2 separate regions of the Mus musculus genome follow, and region 2 is linked to region 1. Evidence: chromatin contacts called from public Micro-C data. All regions are on one chromosome and are shown on one strand. The core of a region is the stretch at or near the end of the contact, and the rest is flanking DNA. Distances in the headings are between cores, read along the strand shown.

Region 1 (6,708 bases), core at 1,414-3,913:
GCTACATTGGGACAGTAAAGGTTTATCTGTGGCAAATAAATTCTGAATAAAGTACATAGCAATGTGCCAAACATGGCCTTTTCTTGTTGGTTACCTCCTGAGTCACATTCTTACTGGACCTTTGGCCCCACTACTAGAACCCACACCAGTGTCTGGTCTCATTTCCCTGTGCCTGGCCTATCCCATTCTTCCTGACTTCTGAGGTTGTGCTCATCCAAGGCCAAGCTTATCAAAACAACACTCTGGAAAGCCTTCCTTACCCCTGCCATGTTCTAAGGCAATTGCATCTGTTAAGAGCCCAGAAGCTGGTGCCTCAGCAGTACCAAGAAGGAACCATACACGTGAGGTTCAATGGTCACTCCCGGATAGGAACATGCAGAGCAGTCAGAAGTTAGGCTGGGCTGCAGTTCCCTCAGCAGACACAAGAATTCTAAGATGTCTAGGGTGGGGTGTCCTTAAAAGGGAGGGCCCTAGACTTTGGCCACCTAGGAATGAGATGATGGCCACACAGGGTCAATCCCAGCAGTTGGGGACCCAGCCCTTCTTGTCTGAAGGGAGTCAATACATTGTTGCTGTTGTATCATCAAGACTGGTAAAGAACAGGAGTCAAGTAAAAGGCAAGTAAAAGGACTGGTCTCAGAGGCTAAGACTGTGGACTTGCTACTAGGAATCAAGACTTTCCTATTCTCACGTTTCCTACAGCAGTCGAAATCCCCTTCTGCTTACCCAGACTCCCAAAACTGGAGAATGTTCATTTAAACTAAACACAGGCCACTGAAGGAAGACTTCACTTAATATTTCTTAGTAACTCTCCGGGCTGATCTTTTCAAGCAAACGAATACTTTTATTAACATGTAAGATTTTGTTTTCAACATGGTAAGGGTTTTGACCTCAAACGCTTATCAGGTCTGCCACTCATACATTTATAGTTCGACTACATATGAACCTTTAAGACGCCTCTTCTTTTAAGTTTTGGGTCCATTGCAGGTTTTCCTTCCTAGGCCACACAGGGTATTGCAAGGATCTTTCATTTTATGGCCAGGATCTCCTCGAATATATGGGGATACCAACTTGTACAGACTAACAAGACCTCTTCTCCCATCCGAGGTTCCATTTCTTTTAGAAATGAGTTAGGCTGTCCCAACAAACTCACCAGGCAGGTTACAATAGATAGTGTAGCACATAAAATTTAAATTTTGCACAAAATACATCTCTCCTCCTTTGGTCTCACACAGAAATTAAAGTCCCCCAATAGAAACAATACTATCCTCCGACCCTTCTCCCAGGTCATCAGTCCTAGCCATGTAAGGCCCATCCACTGTCCCGGATGAAGTCTGGTCTCTTCTGCCATTGCTGCATGGAGTCTTCGAGAATTAACACAGCTCCTTCAGAACTTTCAGAGGCGGTGAGCTTCAACTCTGAGTCTCAAGTGTCACAGAGATTCAAAGTTCAGGGAGCTATCAGGTCACCCAAGAAAGAGCAAAGCACCTCAAAATTTAGGAACAACAACCAAAGGCCAGGAATGAACGTTATTCAACTGCCACAGGGCTTACAATCTAGGCCCTAATTCCCGTATGTGAGCGCATTTTCCAAATCAAAGTTATTTCCCCCAAACAAACAAAAAAAAGGAACCACCGAATAATCAAAAACTCATATCGAGGTCGTCAACCGCAGACCATAGCAGAAACGTAGTGTCAGTGAGAAACAGAGGGAAGACAGAGGGGAAAAGAAAAAAAAATAAGAAGGAGATAAAAAAAAAAAAAAAGGAAAACAAAAGGCTCTCTGGTTTCAGCTTCTCCAGGGTGTCATGTCAGCCAATCGCCATCACTCAACCAGAATCCATTGGCTGGAAACCTAAGGCACGGGCGGGAGAGATTCATCACCGAGAGGTTAATCACGCTGTCCGGACAGCAAAGCAAATACCCGGCCCCCTTCTGGACGCTGTCTCACTTAGGGCCCCATGCTCTCCAGCACCATCTGGAAACTTCCACGGTCTCCCCGCCGACGATTTGCTATTACTCCTTCCCCAGGGGGGGCCTAGTTTACTCCCGAGGCGACAAGCCAGCCTCCTCCCCCACCGTCGCCCACGCCCCGCCAGGCTCCCGCCCTTACCGCGGCCGGCTCCTCACGAAGACTCGCTCTTCTCTATCCGCCGCACGAGCTGCACCAGCATCTCGGCCATCTTCGCCATCTCCTGCGCCTTCTCGTCGGCCTTCTCCGCCCGGGGGCCGCGGGGCTCGGCGCCGCCGGCACCCTGCAGGTGGTTGAGGGCGCTCTCCTCGGAGGCCTCGACCTGCGTCTTGATCTGGATCAGCATATTGTCCATCTCCCACAGCTTGCCCCGGTTGCGCGCCGGCGCGCGCCCGCGCTCGCGCGTCAGCGACGCGATGTCCTCGCGCATCTCGTGGATGACGGGCAGCAGAAACTGCTCGAAGTCCTCCTCGGGCTCCAGCACCTCCACCTCCTCGGGCTCCGCCAGCTCCACCGCGTCCAGGGGCCGCATCGCCGCTGCTCTGCTCGTCTGCACGACCCTCACGGACGGAGCTCGGGCCGAGTCCTCAAAACTTCCGCCGCCGGTCCAACTTTCCGCCTCGGAGAAGCCACGGAGACGAGTGACTGCCGAGCGGGCGAGCGACGAACAAAATGGAGTCTCAACCGTCAACCAGCGCTCGGCGCTTTGCGACCCCTTTCACGACACCTCCGCGCCCCCTCTTTACGGCCGCGCTGAAAGGGGCGGGCGCGCTCGCGTCCACGAAGGGGCGGGGCGAGCGCCTCTGCGGCCGCGCGCTGACATTAGGTCGGCCTCCCTTTCGCAGCTTTTGCAGCTGCTCTGGGTGATGCGAAGTTCGTCCCTTCCTGTATCTTATTCCGATTTTATTTATTTACTTTTTGAAACAGGACCTCACGCTGTAGCCAAGGCTGGCCTGGAACTCAATTATTTGGCTTAAACTGATCTTGAACTCTAGGCAGTCCTCTTGCCGTAGCTTCCCGTGTCGCAGGTGTGAGCCACCGCACCCGACAAGTTTACTTTTAAAAAAGAAAAAGAGCCCGCCTTTAATTCCAGCACCTGGGAGGTAGAGGCGGCAGGCAGACCGATCCTTGAGTTTGAGGTCATCCTGGTGTACATAGTGAGTTCAGTACATAGACCCTGTTTCAAAACAAATCAAAACCACCAAACAAACAACAACAACAACAACAAAAACAGTTTTTCGAAACTGGGGAAAGAGGAATCTTGGAAAGCCATGTGTGGACAGTCATCCTGCTCATAGCTCCGCCCCTTTGGTTAGTTTAAGTGAATTATCATATCTTGATTGACGGAGTGGCTGGGTGTGTTTTTACCTGACAGAGCTCCTGGCTTCCTAAGGTGAAACTATTGTCTGATGCTTTCTGAGGCCCCAGGTCACATTCAGTTGGTGATCACTTGCTGTGGAAAGGACAGAAGTTGGCTCAGACGACTACATTTGCGTAACTGTTACTCAACCAACACTGAACTTTAAGGGGAGATGCCGAATTCTTAGTCTACGATCAGACAGTACTTTCTCAGGAATCTAAACTATGTATCTCACTGGTTTTCTAACCACAAGTCGTGAAACCATTTTGCAAAAACCAACCATAGGCATATATAAAGTGCATATCTTTAATTGGACTCTACACTCAGTGGCTTTTGTTTAAAAATAATCCAGGGTAAGAACATGAATAAGCAAATGGTTCAGAGGACAATGGGATACTGTTGCACACTGCATCAGGATACTTAGACTGCAGAACCCTGACATGGGGAAAGGCTGGTATACATTGATCCCAGGAAATTCTCTTCTTTCTCTCCCTCTCGCTACTACTCTCCCTTCCCCTCCCTCACCCTCTCACTCTGCCCCTCCCTCCCGTCTTAATTGGTGGGAATGTGATCTCTATGGCTAAGACAGCTTCTACTGTACAACCCAGCAAATTAGTTGAACCCATGAATCCACCCAAAACCCTGCACATGGATTGTACCCATTAGTGATTCCCTCTGAGTTACCAATAATGTATCAGTGTCACATTAAGGAAAGAAACAGAAGCAATTCTTCTTGGAGTTGTTTAACTAAGAGTGAGTCCAGATCCGAACTGTGTGTTTCAGGCTCCCTGTGTTGTCTGTCCTCTGTCTGTCTGTTGTGTGACTCTGAATCTGTGCCTGCCTAAAGGCTCTCTTGGGAATCTGTTTATCTCTGACTCTGTCTGTCCTTCTGTGAGGGGTGTGTCTGTCCTTAACAAAGGGCTTTGCTTCATCTTTACTGAGTGACTTTGAAAGCATCAGCATCGAATGGGGAAGGAATGGGGCACTTTGTAGAAATCTTTAACAAAGGATTAAGTCACTGATGCCAACTAATCCCGACTGACCCAGATCACAAACTTATCATTATTTTTCAACAGATAATCATCGGTTGCTTTCAAACTTTATAGTAGATTTTAGGAAGTTGCTTCCAATTTTTGTATTTGCTGTTTTGTCTGGGTCAGCGGCATGGAAGAGTACATAATGTAATAGCTAAGTATTAGCTTAGGTTGTAAAAGTGGATTACATGGGAAATTCAAGGCAAGTAAGGCTGGTTGTTACATTGTTCCCTTAAAGGGGAGTTATACCAACAGTTTGAGTACACAGTAGGCCAGCAGTCTTAAGTGACCTTGAAAGATTCTCGAATTCCCGGCCCATGTACCAAATGAAAGACCCTCGAGGGAAGACCCTCACTCAGACACTCAAGTCCCGGGACAGCCGCGTACCCAAGAAGACACTGAGACCATACATAAAATGTAGAAGGCAAGATTTAATAAAGCAGCGACATGAAAGCACACAGACCAGAGCTCTGGGGTCGAAATAAAGCAGCAACATGAAAGCACACAGAGCTCTGGGGTCGAAACTCATACACCTTTGCACAGGGTAGAGGAGTCTCGACGGTCAGCCAGAATTTTTCACAGGCTTATATAGTAAAACTCAAAGGGGGAGAACTGGGCAGGGAAAGTACAAGTTTACATCACTAGGGAGTTCTGCCAAAGGAATCTACGTAACTAAGGAGTCATGTCCTATCAAGGAATCTACGTAACTAAGGAGTCATGTCCTATCATTTGGCAATGTACCCGGTTCATTTTGAGGTTGTTTCAGGAGGCCTTTATCTCAAAAATGTTCTTGGTCGAACTTTAGGGTGAGGAGTTTTGGGGTGAAAAGTTTAGGAGTGTTCTGGGAACAATCTCTAGATGGGAGGGGGTGGGCTCCGAGGTAAAAAATTCATGTTTTCACAAGAGGCCAGTAATTTTCTATTCTTCAACCTCAAGGTATATTATTAACTTTGGCTGTTCAGCAAAAGTTCCCGTCTCTTAGAATGTAAGATATTTTCATTGCCACAGCCAGGCACATAACGTTTATGCTCCTTTATTTGTTACTGCCCAAAGTCCAAAGCAAACAGCCTTCTGTAAGTCAATGGACGATGGAATATTATTTAGCACTAACAAGAATAAGCAACCAAAAATGAATAGACTCACTGGGTCTTAACTGTTGCTGGATGGAGGAAACCCCTTGTATATCAATCACATGGTTCTAACTACTCAACCTTCCAGAAAGGGCAGAATGGGGACACAGAAAGGTGGAGAGTTGGCTCAGGATGGAGGGACAAACAGAGAGAGAATGGAGGCTTTTTAGGGCAGTGAAGCTGCTCAGAGACAGTCATGTTGCCTGCATGCTAGCAACTGTCTGAATCCACAGTTGCCAAGTGTGAACCCTAACAGAACAGAGGTGCTGCGTGCTGTAGGCTCACTGATGGTAACAGTGCGCTGGGGGGTCGGGCTGTTGGTAGGAGAAGCTGGGGATGTGTGGGAGCTCTGCACTTTCTGCTCATCTTCCTTAGGAACCTGAAAACACTGAAAAAAAAAATGGTGTGAAAGGGGACTAGGGGATGGGACAGGCTGGGGACCACGCTGGGAGATAACGTACTTGCTGTGCAAACTCAAAGACCCGAATGCAAACCCTCACTATCCATTTGGTGAAGAGGGGGTAGTGGCTTATGTCTGTAACCCTAGCAGATTGTGTGTGTGTGTGTGTGCGCGTGCACACGCACATGTGTTCATATGTGCATGTAGACGGGTGGATCCCAAGCTTGCTGGCCAGCCAGTCTAGCTGAATTGTGGACTCCAGATTCAGGGGAGAAACCTTGTCCCAAAACAGAATAAGGTGGAGAGCAATAGAGGAAGACACCTATGTAGACCTCTGCTCTCCACTCTAACACAAATGGTCACACACACACACACACACACAAATGGGTCAGGACCAAATGACTCTTGGTGCTTGGTGGACAGGGAATAAAACATACGTGTGCAGTGTTCACCACGTGGAATTTGGCCATCGCTTTGTTTTCTATAGTTTCTGTTCTGTCTTCTTCTGGCTATTTGGTTTTTTAATGTTTGTTTTGTACAGACTGGGGTAGGGAGGAGGTGTCCTTGCTCTTTTTGGATTCACGGGAGGTAGTGGGTCATTTGCAGGAGTCAGTTGGTTCTTTCCTTCCACATGTGAGTCTGAGGGATCAAACTCAGGTTTTAGGCTTGGCAGCAAGTGCCTTACCTGCTGAGCCATCACATTTCCCTCTGTAACCCAACAGCCGTGCATGCATGCTCATGTGTGTGCATGCGTGGGGCTGTCTTTTGTTGCTATTGCTCTTTACCTGTGCTGGCTTTACATGATGTTAGAGA
Region 2 (6,708 bases), core at 1,905-4,404, 100 kb before region 1:
ACATGCATATAAATAAAAATAAATCTTTCTTTAAAAAAAAAATCCGGTAATCAAAACCGCTCTCAGGGCCAGTAAGATGGCTTGGTAGATAAAGGCATTTGCCAAGCCAGCCTGGAAACCTGAGTTCAACCCCTAGATGCCAGCTCACTACAAAGCAAAAGACATACAGAAGATGAGACTTCTCGTTTCACAGAGACTGAAGGTCACGAGATATAACAAGCTTGCCCACAGTGACCCAGGAAGCAAGAGGGGGGCTGGAATGTAACTCCAGTCTTTCCAATCCAGTACTAACGAGTTAATAAGTCTTCTTGAAAGCAATATTTTATATTTAATTTCCACAAAAGAAACATTTTAAGAAAAAGCATGCCGTCCATCCACAGGGCCTACAGCAAGAAGGAATTCATTCTGAGGGATTTCCAAAGGCTCCAGAGAGGATACAGTATCTTATAAGAATCTTTTGAAACTAGAGAAAGCAGAAGTGGGGGACCCTCAAATCAGAAGAAAGAGTATAAATCAAGAACATCTGAAACTGCTTGGTGTGATCAGAGCAACGGTAGTCTTACAAGGTAATGTGGAAAGGAGATGGCCAGGACAGGGTGACTGCACTGCACTGCCAGGGACCTCCCACACTGCGTTTATAACTGTACTCTAAGCTCCAAATCCCAGGTGCTTAGACGCTTGCAGGACCAGAGGCTGCCATGTGTCTGGGAAAGAGAATCCTGGAAACCAGGCAAAGTAGAGAGAAAGCAACAGTGGCCTGAAGACAACTGACTGCTTCCAGCCTGCAGGGGAATCTGAGGACTCAGACATATCAGCACTAAGCGGCATTTTAAGAGCTTGAGTGAGGATGACATTACTTCACATCGCCCCCTCTGCCTCTCTATCCTGCAAGGCAGGTCTCAGCATTCTTCCCATTTCACAGATGACAAAACTAGCTCAGAGGCCATTAGCTGCTCCAAGTCAAATGATGCAAAAAAACAGGGGCAAAGCTCAGGCTTGGTGCATTTCCACACAAAAGAAGAAGAGCAAGTCCAACACTTTTAAAGAGCCCTGGGATAAAATCAGGCACAGATGGAGCTACACAACAAATGGGAGCAAGCAAAACACCATTAAGTTTCTTTTTTAAATGTTCATAATTTGTATATCAAATCAATCATTCTTTAAAATTCTTAATTTGCCTTGTTAAATGTTGCCATGTTAAAAATATTTACCCTTATGTTCAAAGAACAATACATGTATCTCTATGACACTAAATAAGAGTAAAACTCTCCTACTTTCTTAATGAAAATAGGCTCATATAAAACCTGTTACAGTCAATTTGAAGGCCTATTTTGTTTTACATTCTGAGAATTTAATAGCGGACTTCATCTGGGCTACATTTCCAGCCCTAACTACTTTTTAAATGATTAAACATTTGTGGCGTCCCAGCGATGGGGAGGCTGACATGGGAGGACCCCTGAGGCTTGCTGGCCAGTCACCCTTGCTGAACTAGTGAGTTCCAGGTTCAGTGAGAGACCATGACTCAAATCCCAGCATTTCAAAGTCAGAGGCAGACATAGCTCTAAAGTACTTGGCCAGCCTAATCTACCTAGTGAGACCCTATCTCAAAAGTAACACCTGAGGGCTGGAGAGATGGCTCCGTGATCAAGAGCACGGGCCGGTCTTCCACAGGACCGGGGTTCAATTCCTAGCAACTGCACAGTGGCTCACAACTGTATGTAACTCCAGTTCCAGGGGATCTGACACCCTTACACAGATATACATGCAGGTAAAATACCAATACACATCAAATAAATATTTTTAAAACAATTATAAAAAACATCTGATATTGATCACTGGCCTCCACGCGTTAAATATACATGCACCCAAACACACACATTAATATATAATTATAATTCAATGTTTGTCTAAGAGAAGATAGTGGGGAAATATGATAAAGGGACATTATAGAGATATATAAATGAACTTGTGAAAGAACACGTTTTAAAAGTACATCAGTTGGCAAGAATAGCAACTAAATCTACAATAATAAGTATCAACTGCAAGAAGCCTCCATGGGTATTTCAAATGCACAGTTCCAGAATGGTTTTTGTCATAAAGATCCTGAGACCTAGTTAAGAATGGTTCAGCCCAAAACATCTGCGGGCGAATATTTGACCTTCAGAATGCAGAGTGACAGATATTTTTCCCCTTCTTTTAAATCTGAAGTCTCTAAAACCGACAAAGTGTCATGCAACGGGTCCTATACTGGTGGCAGAAATCTTGCGTGGGGTTTTCACTGCATAGGCTTTTCCATGGCATCACCTGTTATCCAAACTGCACGTCCCCGGCTCCTCGGCAAGCCTCTCCTACCGTTTCCTTAGCAAGCCAAGAACCAGAAACGCAAAATGCATTGTCAGTTACTTGGGCAACAAGGCAAAGCAGGTGATGAGACCCAAGAACCCCGTTTAGTAAATGACTCCGGAGTCGCATGTCCCCCTCCCGTTTATCCCCCATCTCACTTTTCTTGGTTAAACCTTTAAGGTTTGTCTACAGAAGGGCAAACACTGAAGGGAGGGGCTGCCAGGTTCGGGGTCTGCTCCCCACTGCTCGCCCTGTCCTGGCCTCTACGCAAAGCGCTCAGCCCTGGCCCGGCGTCCACCGGGAGCTCCCGGGACGCCGGCCGGAAGCCGGGCCGCGAGGGTCCGGGCGGTGGCGCGCGCAGGCCGGCGACTCCGGGGCCTGTCACTTCTGCCCTCGGCCGTCACCTTCTTCGACCCCGCGCCATAGGCCCGCGTGCCCGCCACTCACCGCGCCGCGCCCGCCCCCGACCGCCGAAGGACAAAGCTGAGGGCGCGGGGCGAGGCGAGGCCGCTGTCCTCAGGCCGGGCCGCCTCAGCCCGCCGCGGCCCATTGTGCGCACTCATCGCACGCCGCCCGCGGGGTCCTCGAGCCGGACATCCCTCTGGCCCGCCACCCGCCACGGCCCCGCTCCCGGCCGCCGCCTACCTGCCAAGGCTACCGGGTGGGCGCCTCTCCTTGCGCTCCGAGGGCTGCAGGCGGCTGCCGAGCGCCGGGCGGCCCTGGCCTGCGCCTTACGTAAAGCGGCGGCGGCCCCAGCGCCAGGCGGCGGAGGGCGGGAGGCGGCGCGCGGCAGCCGCTCCGCTGCGTTACCTGGCAACAGCCTCAGCGCCCGGCCAGCCAACGCCGCGTTCCATATCCTTCCGCCCAGGCGCCGGGATTACATCAGCGCGCCGGGGCTCCGCCCTCGTGCTGTGTGGGTGGGGGAGCAGCAGGCGCGCAGGACTGGATTCTGGGGTCCTGAAGATCCTGACACCACGAGGCCGACCTGAGGATCCGAGGCTTTGAAGCTTTACCAGGCCCTGAGAGAGGGCTCCTGGGTCGGTGACCTCCCGCTGGGTCACTGAGACCCGGCTTTGCAGAGCCCTTCCAACACAAACCCCCGCGTTACACCTGTCCGCGCCCCCTCTTCGCCATGTCCTGGAATGGCTGGAGTGGGCGGCTTAACATAAAGACTTCAATTAAAAACAAAAAGTGACATGGCTTTTTTATGTTATTATTAAGTAGGCAAAAAATAAAAGACCTTCTGGAAGATTCGGAAGTGGGAGCCAAAAATGTGCACTAACCTTTTAATCAAAAGCCTCTTCCCACCTACTCACCTTCCCTAAATGTGACTCCTAGGCTCTTCCAGAAAAGCAGATGTAGATGTCAGAAGTACCAGGAAGAAAAGCCAGAGATGTGCCTTCTATACAAAGGCAAGAACAGGTCCCGTAGGGGAGTGACCTGCATGTAGTTCATCAAACTCATTGAGCACCGCCAGGCACCAGGCCCTGTTCTTGGGTTCAGAGTCTGAGACCCGGAGTTCCCAAGCTCAGCTCAGGCTTCTGGGAGGAGCAGAGAACTGGAAGTACTTTTCTGCTGAGGTAGGCTGGACTCTTGTATGCAAGCCAAGGTCAGGAACCTAAAAGAACTGTCCTTTCATAGAATCCATACTGTTCCAACAAACATCTTTTCACTCTCCCGGAGAAACCCAAAGTAAAGCCTTCCTGGAGAGACCCGGAACAGGCTGGGGAGTGGGTGACGCCTCGGGATGGAGGCAGAATTTGAGCACAGGCCTTTGGCTCTATTGTCGGGGATCTTTTCCTTCACCCAAGTCTTACCCTTCCTTAGTTTGCTCCCCCTTTTGTTGCCTCGGGGTTCATTTGAGGTGAGTCACAAGCCACAGTTTTATTTACTACACATCTTTTGGTTACCTGTTCCAGGGCGGGCAGCCAGGCAAACTCATATAACATGCGAGAGAGTGGAAAATCCAGGGTCATCTGAGAGTGAAGGTGGGCATAAATGGTGTCAGGATCTTCAGGACCTCAGAAGCCAGGCTTGCACAGACCAGGGAAACATTTCCCTAAATATGGAGAATTTGCACACATTTTTTGGTACATACATCCATAATAACATTAGTGTCTCCTAGTCTGTACCTTCTGTAAAGGCATATCGATAGTAGGGCAGTTTTAAAAGAGTAACAAAGTATCGCAAACATATGAAAGGAAAGATAACACAGCCACTTTGTAGCCATCCTGTTGACTATAATCTGTGTGTATGTGTTCCTCGGGTGATTGTGGGCAGGCACCTGTGGAGGTCAAAGGGTAACATCAGTTATCAATCACACTCCATCTTATGTTTTTTAGACTTATTTATTGATGTGTACTAATGGATCGCAGTGTGGGGTCAGAGGACAACCCACAAGAGTCCGTTTCTCTCCTTCTACCGTGTGAATTCCAGGGATCAAACTTAGGTCCTCAGGGCAACAAACTTTTACCCACCGAGAATCTCTCATCAGCCCTCTGTCTTTTGTGTTTGTGTGTGTGTTTTGGTTTTTAACCTTGTGAGACATTGCCTCTCACGGAACCTGGAGCTCATAGGTTCAGCTAGACTGGCTTGCTAGCCAGCTCGGGGCCGGGGGGGGGGGGGGGGGGGTGGGGGGTGGGGGGGGGCTTCCTGTGCTCCCTCCCCAGTGCTAGAATTAAAGGCATGCACTCCTTAGGCCAGGTGTGGTAGTGTGCCAACACCCAAGAAGCAGTGGCAGGCCTCCTGATCTCTGTGAGTTCAAGGCCAACCTAGTCTACATAGTGAGTTCCAGGTGTACATAGTGATGTACATAGATGTCATAGTGACATAGTGACACCCTGTCTTAATAAGAAAAAAAGAAAAGAAAAGAAAAAAAGAAAAAGGCATACACTCTTGCTCCCACTTATTTTTTAAATGTGGATACTGGGGATCCAAACTCATGCAGGTGCTTTTACTAACTGGGCAGTCTCCCCAACCTCCCCCCGCCCCCCCAAAACAAAAAACTTTACTTTTGTTACTCAATCACAGGCCAGGTTTTTTTTTATAAACCACTGATTACTAAACCTTGAAGAATTTCCTGAAAGAAAAAAAAATCATAGTAGCTTGGAGGATTTGGAGGCAGTGAGGAAGTCACAGAAGACTGAAAGTGGTTTCCTTTGTCTTAATGAAGTAACGCCTGCAATTCCGACTGTACTGATCGGGAGCTCTGGAAGGTGTGTGGACTGCAGTCTCAGGACCTTTGCACCTGTGGAACCTTTGCCCAGGCTCTCCAGATCTTTGCCTCGCTGGCTCCTTCCCGTTCCAAGGTCAGGTCCAGTGTCAGCCATACATATATACTTTCCCTGATGCCAATTTATAGCAGTCTGCTTCCCAGTCCTGCAGTGTTTCTCGGGTCCCAGTTCTGAGCAATACTTGAGAGTATCTTGTTTGTGTGTTGGTTTTCACATTGAGACCCTTTTTCCAGGAGAGTGGTGTCCTTGTCCAGGGGGTTCATTTATGCAATTTGGTCTTCTATGGCTACTCTTTCGGAGAGCTCAGACTCAGCAGTACCCTGCCTTCCACTTGCCACTCTACACGTGTCTTCCTTAAAGTTGCTGCCTACAGATCAGCTGAGGTGAACTCAGGATAACTTCGGCTCTGGTGCCATAGCTGTGGTCCCCAGGGAACACAAATGAGGCCAGAGGCCCCTGCTGAAACAGAGTAGCAAAAGAAGAAACAGTGGCAGAGCTCCCATTCATCTCTGAAAAAAAAAATCATCATCATAGTTGTGTTTGTTCGCTCGCTCTCTCTCTCTCTCTCTCTCTCTCTCTCTCTCTCTCTCTCTCTCTTGCTCTCTGGCTCTCATTCTGCCAGTGTGTGTGTATGTGTGTGTGTGTGTGTGAGAGAGAGACAGAGAGAGAGAGAGAGAGAGAGAGAGAGAGAATCTCAGGTTCAGAGACATAAACCACTTATCTGACCCCTGCACAAAGACACATGATGGGTGGGTGGAAATGACAACCACCCCACCCCCACCCCCACCCCGATTTGACTCAGATCTTCTCAGCCTTAGTAGGGGTCCTGGAGGGCGCCAGCGGAGGCAGAGTTTGCCACACATATGCCTGGTGAATGACAGGCTAGAGTTGGAGGGTGTTTTGTGGCATTCGATAACACTCTGGTGAATTGAAGGCAGAGCCAAGCCTCCTCGGAGCTTGGATCTTCTTTACCCAATCTCCCTGATTGAGCCTCAGTTTCCCCATCTATACAGCAAGGGGCTTTGGGAGGCATGAACTGGGTTACTGGGTAGAAACCAGGCCCCACTTGCCTTACCTCACTGCCACAGGAAAGCTAATACCATCCTCATCTTTAAAATGCTCACAATAATCG

Evidence for each region. Hi-C and Micro-C count contacts between places; a contact is called where the count stands out from the background.
Region 2: a contact with region 1 is called in a Micro-C map of embryonic stem cells, with 5 times the contacts expected there. The contact joins the promoter of D5Ertd579e here to the promoter of Mrfap1 in region 1. A contact is called at or near these places in 13 of 484 Hi-C or Micro-C datasets (the C2C12 cell line, CD4 T cells, CD8 T cells and 8 more), 2 of 115 datasets of contacts at active chromatin or transcription factors (memory CD8 T cells and trophoblast stem cells) and 3 of 9 other capture datasets (adipose tissue, liver and pancreatic islet).

The regions. Positions count from the first base shown.
Region 1 is chr5:36,794,091-36,800,798 of GRCm38.p6, forward strand. It overlaps Mrfap1 (Morf4 family associated protein 1), which reads right to left and starts at 2,664. Exons shown (of 2, transcript NM_026242.3): 1 at 2,113-2,664; 2 at 777-1,854. The coding sequence starts at 2,503. The coding sequence ends at 2,126.
Region 2 is chr5:36,692,867-36,699,574 of GRCm38.p6, forward strand. It overlaps D5Ertd579e (DNA segment, Chr 5, ERATO Doi 579, expressed), which reads right to left and starts at 3,155. Exons shown (of 9, transcript NM_001081232.3): 1 at 2,989-3,155. It overlaps Gm32725 (a long non-coding RNA gene), which reads right to left. Exons shown (of 3, transcript XR_868354.3): 3 at 5,368-6,085.